Linked DNA regions of Mus musculus: region 2 is linked to region 1. A link is a contact called in public HiChIP or PLAC-seq data. All regions are on one chromosome and are shown on one strand. The core of a region is the stretch at or near the end of the contact, and the rest is flanking DNA. Distances in the headings are between cores, read along the strand shown.

Region 1 (4,346 bases), core at 470-2,969:
GTATCAAGGGCTGAGTACTTTAATTGCCTGCAGAACTTTTGTTATGCAACAGGCCTAAACCATGCTCAACACAAATTAGTGAGGACACTGGGCATCATCAGTGGTTATACTCCCAGGTTATCCCAAGTACAGGCACATTTACCTGCCTTAAGGTATTTAAAAACATACCAGAAAACCAATCTATCCTCACAGTCTCTCTTGACAAAGAAAATCTATTAGTCTGTCTTTGAAAAAGTTATAAAAATGGTGGCTAATGCAAGTTGGAATCCATTATTAGAATTTGATGAAAATTATCTAATTAAAACATTTAGTTAAAATGAAACATTTTATAAAGTAAGGTTTTTTTTTTCAAAAGACTGAAAGAAAGAAGACAATTGATAACATAATTCATCCAGATTTATTGCTGAGTATACTTAGGAAATTGGATGCTATAAAACTTATGACACAGTGATTCCTGTATGAAATACAAATGAATGTAATACAATAAACACAATAAAATAACAAGATAGATGTGAATGTGATTCAGTCCAGGTGCCACTGAGTGTTGCTCAACTTGACAGAAAATAGTCACCTGGGAAGAAGGAACCTCAGTTAAGAAATTGCCTCCATCAGATTAGCCTGTAGACAAATCAATGGGGCTTGATTCATGATCCATATGAGTGGTGCCACCTGGGCAGGTGGTCCTAGAGTGCATAAAAAGCCAGGCTGTGAATCCAGAGAAGCAAGCCTGCAAGTCATAGTTCTCCGTGATCTCTGCTTCAGTTCCTGCCTTGAGTTCCTACCTTGGTTCCCCTTGATCGTAAACTAAACTGTAAGTTAAACTAAACCCCTTCCTCCTAAATGTTTTTTGGGACATGTTGTTTAGCAACAAAACAACTTATCTTCCTGACACTGAAATATTTCCATGCTATTTTCAAAATACCTCCTCTTAAAGACCCCCACACCTGTCTCTCATCATGTTCATGGTGAATTGATGAAAAGGTTTGAGATGCCCTTCTTTTTATAGTATTAATCTTAAGAATATTAAGGGGAAAACACTTCTTTTGAGTAAGACACTAAACATATTTGAATGTTAGGCAAACATCAAAGCAAGTATAACCCTGAGTGTGTTTCCCAGAACAGGTCTCCAACTCATCGGTGAAATATTTCATTATTAAAGATATATTGTTTGTTTCTTTATATTTTAGCTAAGATAAAGAGAAGGCCACAGCATTGTGAGGAGAATGTACGCATGAGAGACTGAAAATGTGTTCAACACAAACATACCTATAAATCATAGGATGACCCATAGACATCTGTGTTTATTAAAAAGCAAGCGGTATATTAATGATGACTCAGCATTTTATTCATGAAAGACAAGTCAGGAAACTGAACCTAGAATTTCCTAAAATTCCCCTTTAAAAGAAGACTGCATAGCAAAATAATAAAGAGTCATCACTAATGTAACTCTTGCTTTTTATTTCAAGCCAATCTTAGTTATTTCATCATCATGAGACAGCATACTTCCTCATTTGGCATTCAGTTTTATGCTTTACCCTCAGTAGACAAAGCTGTGGATGGGTAACAATAAGGTAGATGTACAGAAGAGGTTAAATCTGTGTCAACCTTCTCTTTGTAATGCTCTTCTATTGACTTATAAATGATTTTTTCTCCTGGGGAGGGGGGGGGATGTTCCAAAAGGAAACAGTTCTCACTCGGAGGAGAACAAGAAACATTTCAAACAAGCTTGGGAGAGTCCTGGATTTATCTGGGACTTGCTAGTATGTGGATAGATCACTGTGCAATGGGAAACTGATGTAAAAAAATTACACTGAGCAGCTTTGTAAGATACTAAAGCCAAGACTTCCAAAGAGCATCACTGGGAGTCAGGATCACTTTCAGGATCTGCTACTTGGTTTCTGGTTTATATGTGAATACACATGGTTTGTCCATCACCAAAAAGTCTGGATGCAGCTGGGTGATGGGAAGGCTGGGCCAGCGCAATTGCTGCAATTGTTCAGTAGCTCTCAGCCACTTGGACTTCTGAACCACTTGCAGCTATTCACAATTCCTTCATCCCCTTATGTTCTTCATAGTACTGCTACAGTCTATGTAATACAGGGTATTCTGTGTCATGAACAGGAAGATCTATAATTTAGCTGATTGTCAAAGAGGCAGTTAGTTTAGGGGGGAAAAGAAACTACATTATTTTTCCCAGACTGATACACCCACCAAGAAATGCAAGCTGGCTCATTTAAGCCCAGTAAGTAACAACCTTTTCTCTCCCTCTAGGAAGAGAAGGGAACAAGAAGGGAAGAGAAAACAAAACTGCAAGAACAAATGCTATTCCTATTCACAGCCAGCTCCTGTGACTTATGTTTAACTGCACCAAACAGGAGATGAAATGCCTTACATGTGTTAACTTAATTCCTCACAGGTTCCTGTGCTACCATTTAATCCCCACAATACAGAAGTGATGTTAGGAGCCAGATATCAAGTCACTTACAAGAAGCCTAGCTCTTTTTTATTATTATTTTTATTTTTTTTGGAGGAGGCTGTGTGTGTACATATTTTTATTATAACTACAATTTTTCAAAGAACATAGTTTAAATTTTGTTCAGATATGCTTAAATATATCTGAAATCTGATCTCTAATCCCTTTGAGAAGAAAGCTGAAAATGTAGTGTTCTTCTTCATCATATTCGGACACTTTACCTTGTTGCAAACATTTCCAGGTGGGCTTTTGGAGTGTAAGTTCTGTGATTCTGCTGTCTGTAGTACAACCTACTGGCCTCTGGATTACAGGGACAAGCTGTATCCTGTGGCTGTCATCAACAGAGTCCTTGCTCCAGTGTGCATCTCTCCATCACTTCAGTGCACATGTCATTTTCCTGCCTAGCGTTTGATGAACTGAGAGTGGCTGGCATAAGGTTTGAGCTAATGATAATCTTGCCACATGTGGCCAGAGACAATACAGTAATGCTGAAAAGCCTCTGTGCAGTCCTATTAGTGTCATAAAGAGCCTAAAAGCTGGGACTAGAAAAATCCACAGAAGTTCACTCTTGCCTTAAGAACTTCTGAAAACTCCATCAGCAGGAAGAGGCAAATTTATCGTTTCAACAGGGAAACGATCCATTTGAACATTTATCTTGTTTCCATCATAGTCGATGCCTCTTGAATCTTGTTCTTCAGGATGCAGAAGATCATATCAACACACTGACATTTGCTGCTCTGAGGGTCAGGCTTCTCTGTAGGTATATTACTACTTTATTGGGTCCTTGTACACCTACTGTTCTTCCAACCCTTATTGCACCCTAGTCCCTTCCAACACTCCAGGGAGGAGAGAAAGAAGGTTAGTGGGGAAAGGGAATTTTAATTTCCTTTTAGACTACTTCTTGTTGATTTGGGTCATTGAGTTCCTTCAGGCAAATCTAATCTTGGTCTCTTCAGGACATCTCCAACTTCTTGTCGCTTTTCTCTCAACCACTTGACAAACTAGTAGGAACAGGAACCAGTAGGAGGAACAACCACACCTCCTCTCTTGGAGCTCTGGGTTTTTTTATACCCCTCTTGAGTCCCTAGAATTAAACTACCTTCATCTGGCAGAACCGTACACCTGACAGCGCACCCAGGAGGCAAATAGTCTGCCACTGTGAACAATATGAAGTATCCACATATCCTATACCTGGTAAACACATGTTTATATAACAAAATTGTGGGGGGTTCTTTTTTGTTTTTGTCATTTATTTTATTTATTTACACTACATATTTTATTCACCTCACCCACCCTGTCCATCCTCCAACTGTTCCACATCCCATACCTCCTCCCCACCTCCCACCTCTGTCTCCATGAGGATGTCTCCATCCCCCACCCATTACTCAACCAGACCTCGAAACTCCCTGGGTTCTCCAGTCTCTAGAGGATTAGGTGCATCTTCTTTGACTGAACCCAGACCCAGCAGTCCTCGGCTGTGTATGCGTTGGTGGCCTCATATCAGCTGGTGTATGCTGCCTGGTTGATGGTCCAGTGTTTGAGAGATCAACAGAGTCCAGGTTAATTGAGACCGATGGTCCTCCTCCTCAGCTTCTTCCAGCCTTTCCCTAATTCAACCGCAGGAGTCAGCAACTTCTGACCATTGCTTGGGTGCATATATCTACATCTGACTCTTTCAGCTGCCTGTTGGATCTTCCGGAGTGTGGTCATGATAGATCCCTTTTTGTGAGCACTCCAAGGCCTCAGTAATAGTGTCAGGCCTTGGGATCTCCCCTTGAGCTGGACCCCACTTTGGGCTTGTCGCTGAACCTTCTTTTCCTCAGGCTCCTCTCCATTTCTATCCCTGGAGTTCTGTCAGACAGGAACAATTATG
Region 2 (4,262 bases), core at 1,571-4,070, 490 kb before region 1:
CACCAGGCTGGTTCTAAGCAGGTGCTCCCACTTTGATCTGACAAGGCGTTAAGGGTGTCCAAGTTCTGTCTGTATCAATCAGTGACTCACAACATTCTCCTTAAACTGAAATCCCAGTGAAAACCAAAGCAATGAATCACAGCACTGAGCCTGTGACTCTCCTCTGGCAGGATGTCCTCCCAACCTTCCTGGGATCATCTTGACTCTTCTTAAATCATCTGTCTCCAAGTCTCAATGTGAACCAATAACATATACAAGTCCCTTCATTTTATATAAAAGATCTACTTCTTAATTATATCAATAAACATAGAAACAAACAGAAAGTAAAAACCTTACTGAGAACCTCAGAACAGTCCAATGTCTGAAGAATATTTTAATACATTCACATAATATTACATACTCTTTTCAAATCATATGTTTTTAATGTGCTGAGTTAAAATGTAAAACATTTGTGTTTTTTGAAGATTATTTCGCAATTATCACGATTTGATCACTGCATACTGTAACATGTATTGAATTGTCCCAGGACCTGTGTAAATAATTACAGCTACAAAAACTACATTTAACAAGAATACTGTCACGTCAGTCCACTGATATTAGCACTTTATTCTACACTGTGCTCCTTCTACTCCTCAGAGTGTGGGTCACCAACTACCCAGAGAGACCTAACACCCTACAGGGCTCTCTCTCCAACACCCGCCCACCTTCTGTGGCTTAGCACATTACCCACTCAAAGACAAAGGAGCAGAGCTTCTGCTTCCTGAGAGTCTCACATACAGGCATATATGAGTATAATTCAGGAGGAATATCATTCACTTAAGTTCCCAATATCAACCATTACACACCAAAAAAAAAAAAAGTAAATAAATAAAAATATAAATCGCCACACCCACTCCAGTGAAGACTGCTTGGCAGGCCCAAAAGCTTGAACACAGTCCTGAGGCAAAAAGTTTCACGGAAACTTAGTCTCCTGGAACCTTGGCACCCCTGTAGCACGAATGCTCCAAATTTATCCCTGCAATAGTGTAGAGGGTCTTGCATGCTTTCTTGCAGTATTTTATTAGATAGGAGCTAGAAATCTCTGGGCAAGCTTAGCAAAGTAAACTTACAATCCTCATTACAGTCAGGTATGACAGACTACATTACATATTAGAAGAAAGTTGGTGAGTTCTTCTGACAAATGGAGATTCCCTATAGACACTTAAAAGAGCAGCCAAGTTACTTCCATATGCAAGAATTTACAATGGCCTAGGAAGAAGGAGGGTTGTGGTTTAAGGAGGAACTACAGTATTGCATTATTCATGAAAAGGTCTGCTAGAGCAGAAGCCTCTGGTGCAAGCTTTCACAAGGCTCAGAGGAATAGCGTAAATTGTGACTAAGGTGTGAAATCCTCTTCTGGCTCCTGTCAATAGCTGACTTTAGACAGAGCTACTCTTATCTCAATTGTAAACATCGCCTGGTTCCTGTCAGTCTTTATGTATGCATTTTTTGTTTTGTGTCAGAAAACTTCAATGTACCTTGGCTGATATGTCACCTCACTTCTTTGTTTTCTTCTATAATATAAATCTGATGCTCGCTTTGAGAAATTCAGACACAGCACTCTCTCTGGTGTACGTGTCTGTCATCCTGCCAACTCCTTGTCCCCCTGACTACCGAAATCCTGGTTCCCCATGAGTTGAAGGACCGACTGAGTCCAGTCATTGGCAATAAATCAGTCAGCAAGCAAGAAAAATAAAACTTGGAAATGAATGGTGCCTACCCATCATTGTAATGGGTGTTAGCAATGTTGCAGGTGGATGCACATAGGCAGCGCCACTTCAGCCCTGTCACTGTTGCTTCTCCAAAGCATCCGTGCTTTGAGGATGAATTAGACAGACATCCTTGCCACAAGCACCCTATCCTTCTACCCATCATTGCCATTGACAAAGCCCTACCATCCCCTTAAACAGCACCCGTGAAAAACTTACTCTGTCCAAACTTTTGGAGTTTTGATGGATCATCTAACATGGATCCTATAGCACACAATTTTCATATATACTGTACTCTATACTGGGAAGTATCCACAAATAGTCAACTTATGAAAACTAAGGTTTCCCAATGAAGCCTATTTTCCAATCTAAAATATGTTCTAAAAATATAACCATATAAACTATGTAATCAACAGATCTTACTTCACACTAGTCTCTGTCAGAACTACAGACTTGAGAGAAGAGCATTCCTGGAAGAGAAACAGAAACCAACCATTTCTCTCTCAGACAGGTTTCACATTTTAACATCAAAACACTAACCCAGTAGAACCCAAGATTAATAGATAAGACCCAGAATTCAAGTAAGGAAGATTAAAAGTCAAGAGACACAACAACTTTTAACAACAAGGAAAACCCATAATTAAATTCCATTCTGCAAACAGACAAAGGGGGAACAAAGTGGGGGTGGGGGGAACAAACCAGGAAGAAGTTCTAAGAGGGAAATGAGCTTCAGATAGCTTAGCTAGGGATCTGGGATGTGCGGTTTTGAAAGCAGAAGTGGCCACTGTGGAAATGAGGCAGCAGGAAAGAGAAAGAAAGGCAGGAAGCTGATGTACCTAACTAAGGGCACCTTCATTTCCAATCAGCACTCCTATGAGTGAAGAGATGCAAGGACTGCTAAATGGTTAATGTTGTCAATTGCACGTTATTTGGGGTCAGCAGGAGCCTGGCCAGGCAAAAGATAACTTGCAGAGTCATTTACCAGCTTCCACCGAGCAGGCTGATTGAAACCAGCTGAGCGGGTGACATCACCGCAAGCGGTTTACTATAAAAAGGGCTAGCTCCGTGAGGTCAGGAAGCAGAAAGAAGCCTGGTGAACAGAAGCCAAGCTGAAGAGGGAAAAGCCAAGGGAAGCTCAGAGGACGAGGAGCTCCTCCAAGCAGAGGCTGTGAGGAGCAATTCCCTCAGAGGCAGCTGTGGAAATAAAAGGTGCAGGGGAAAATTTTTTCATTTAAAGAGCTAGGACAGTCTTCCCTACCAGTACCATCACCAAAGAGAAAGGGAAGCTGAGGGGAGAAACTTAATTGGGCTCTTTCCAGCTCTCAGTGTCTGCAAGTGAACTGGAGTGTAAAACCATCACAGAACTAATACTCACGAAGTCTTTCTCTTGGTGTTTATTAAAGAAGCTCCACAAAAGACAAAGCCCCACCATAGTGGAACTGTAATAGTGCCAAGGATAGACAGAAGCCGCTGTCTTCTTGGAGCAGGTTTTGAGTGTATGGTGGCCAAAGGTAACTGAATCACCCAGATTTGTCACAAACTTTTAGCATTAGTGATTTATTCAAAACTAAAGGTTTAGAGGACCCCAATTTCAAAACGGTGGGTTTTTTTTTTCAAGTTTTTTGTTCACTCCACATGAACTAGAATTCGAAATAGAAAAAAAAATAAGTTGAGCATAATCTGAGGACATGAAAAGAGCATTTTCAAATCTAGAAAAATCAACGGTTTCGGGGGGGGCAATATTTGCTTTAAGTAAGACACCAGGTAAGTATTGAGTGTACTGCTGGTTCACATGCCCTTCTTCCGTGGAAGACGACAGCAGGGAAAGTGTAGACATTAGACCTGGTCAAAGACAAGAACAACAGGAGATCTAGCTCTCTGCAAGCTGATCTGGCAAAGAGAGGCTAGCTGCTACTAACATTTCAATCAACATAGCAAGTCCAAAAAGCCCATCACTGAAGACCATGAGTCAGGCTCAGAGCCTCATAGCTCTACCCTAGCTCCTCTGTATCCCACCCAAGACTGACAGCTTAGTTATATCTATGATTCCGTAAACTAAAAACTATGTTTAAACTGACTGAAAACAAGTGACAGTTTCTTTCTTGGGTGAAGGAAATTTCAAGTGTTCACAGTTGCAGAAGATGGCTGGCCACCACACAGGACAGTCCAGATATGGACATGAGCCAACCCTGTCAGGATAAATATGTGGTGCCTATTTTTTCTTCTATGTTTTTGTCCTTAATGGTCTTAAATCAGGAGACATGAAGATAACTTTCTGGATATCTTGTATGGTATTCCTGGGTACACCGACAGATTTAAGTAGTCGTACTTTAAAACTTCAAAATACATTGACATCACTTCTGGACTCTTCCTTGGGTCCCAACATCATGGATTTTAAAAGACTGAAAAGACCCTATCAAATATCTTAGCTCAACCTCCTACTCTTTTTTAGAACATGAAGATATTAAGAACTAGAAGCTTGTAAGCAGCTTGTTTCTCAGTATCAATTTAATT

The links. HiChIP or PLAC-seq counts read pairs in DNA pulled down with a chosen protein or histone mark.
Region 2: an H3K4me3 HiChIP or PLAC-seq map of bone marrow-derived macrophages shows a contact between it and region 1, with 5 times the contacts expected there. The contact joins two enhancer-like sites. A contact is called at or near these places in 2 of 115 datasets of contacts at active chromatin or transcription factors (bone marrow-derived macrophages and large pre-B cells).

Annotation. Positions count from the first base shown.
Region 1 is chr3:136,227,939-136,232,284 of GRCm38.p6, reverse strand. All of the region lies in intron 6 of Bank1 (B cell scaffold protein with ankyrin repeats 1), which reads left to right. Among named protein-coding and RNA genes, the nearest start is that of Bank1, 96 kb to the left of the region's middle. Within about 2 kb of position 1,719, at least 9 of the 459 cell types and tissues checked have an H3K27ac peak or open chromatin away from gene starts, as enhancers often do. A contact at or near this core is called in bone marrow-derived macrophages, where this site is marked.
Region 2 is chr3:136,723,924-136,728,185 of GRCm38.p6, reverse strand. The region is part of intron 1 of Ppp3ca (protein phosphatase 3, catalytic subunit, alpha isoform); the gene reads right to left. Among named protein-coding and RNA genes, the nearest start is that of Ppp3ca, 56 kb to the right of the region's middle. Within about 2 kb of position 2,820, at least 151 of the 459 cell types and tissues checked have an H3K27ac peak or open chromatin away from gene starts, as enhancers often do. A contact at or near this core is called in bone marrow-derived macrophages, where this site is marked.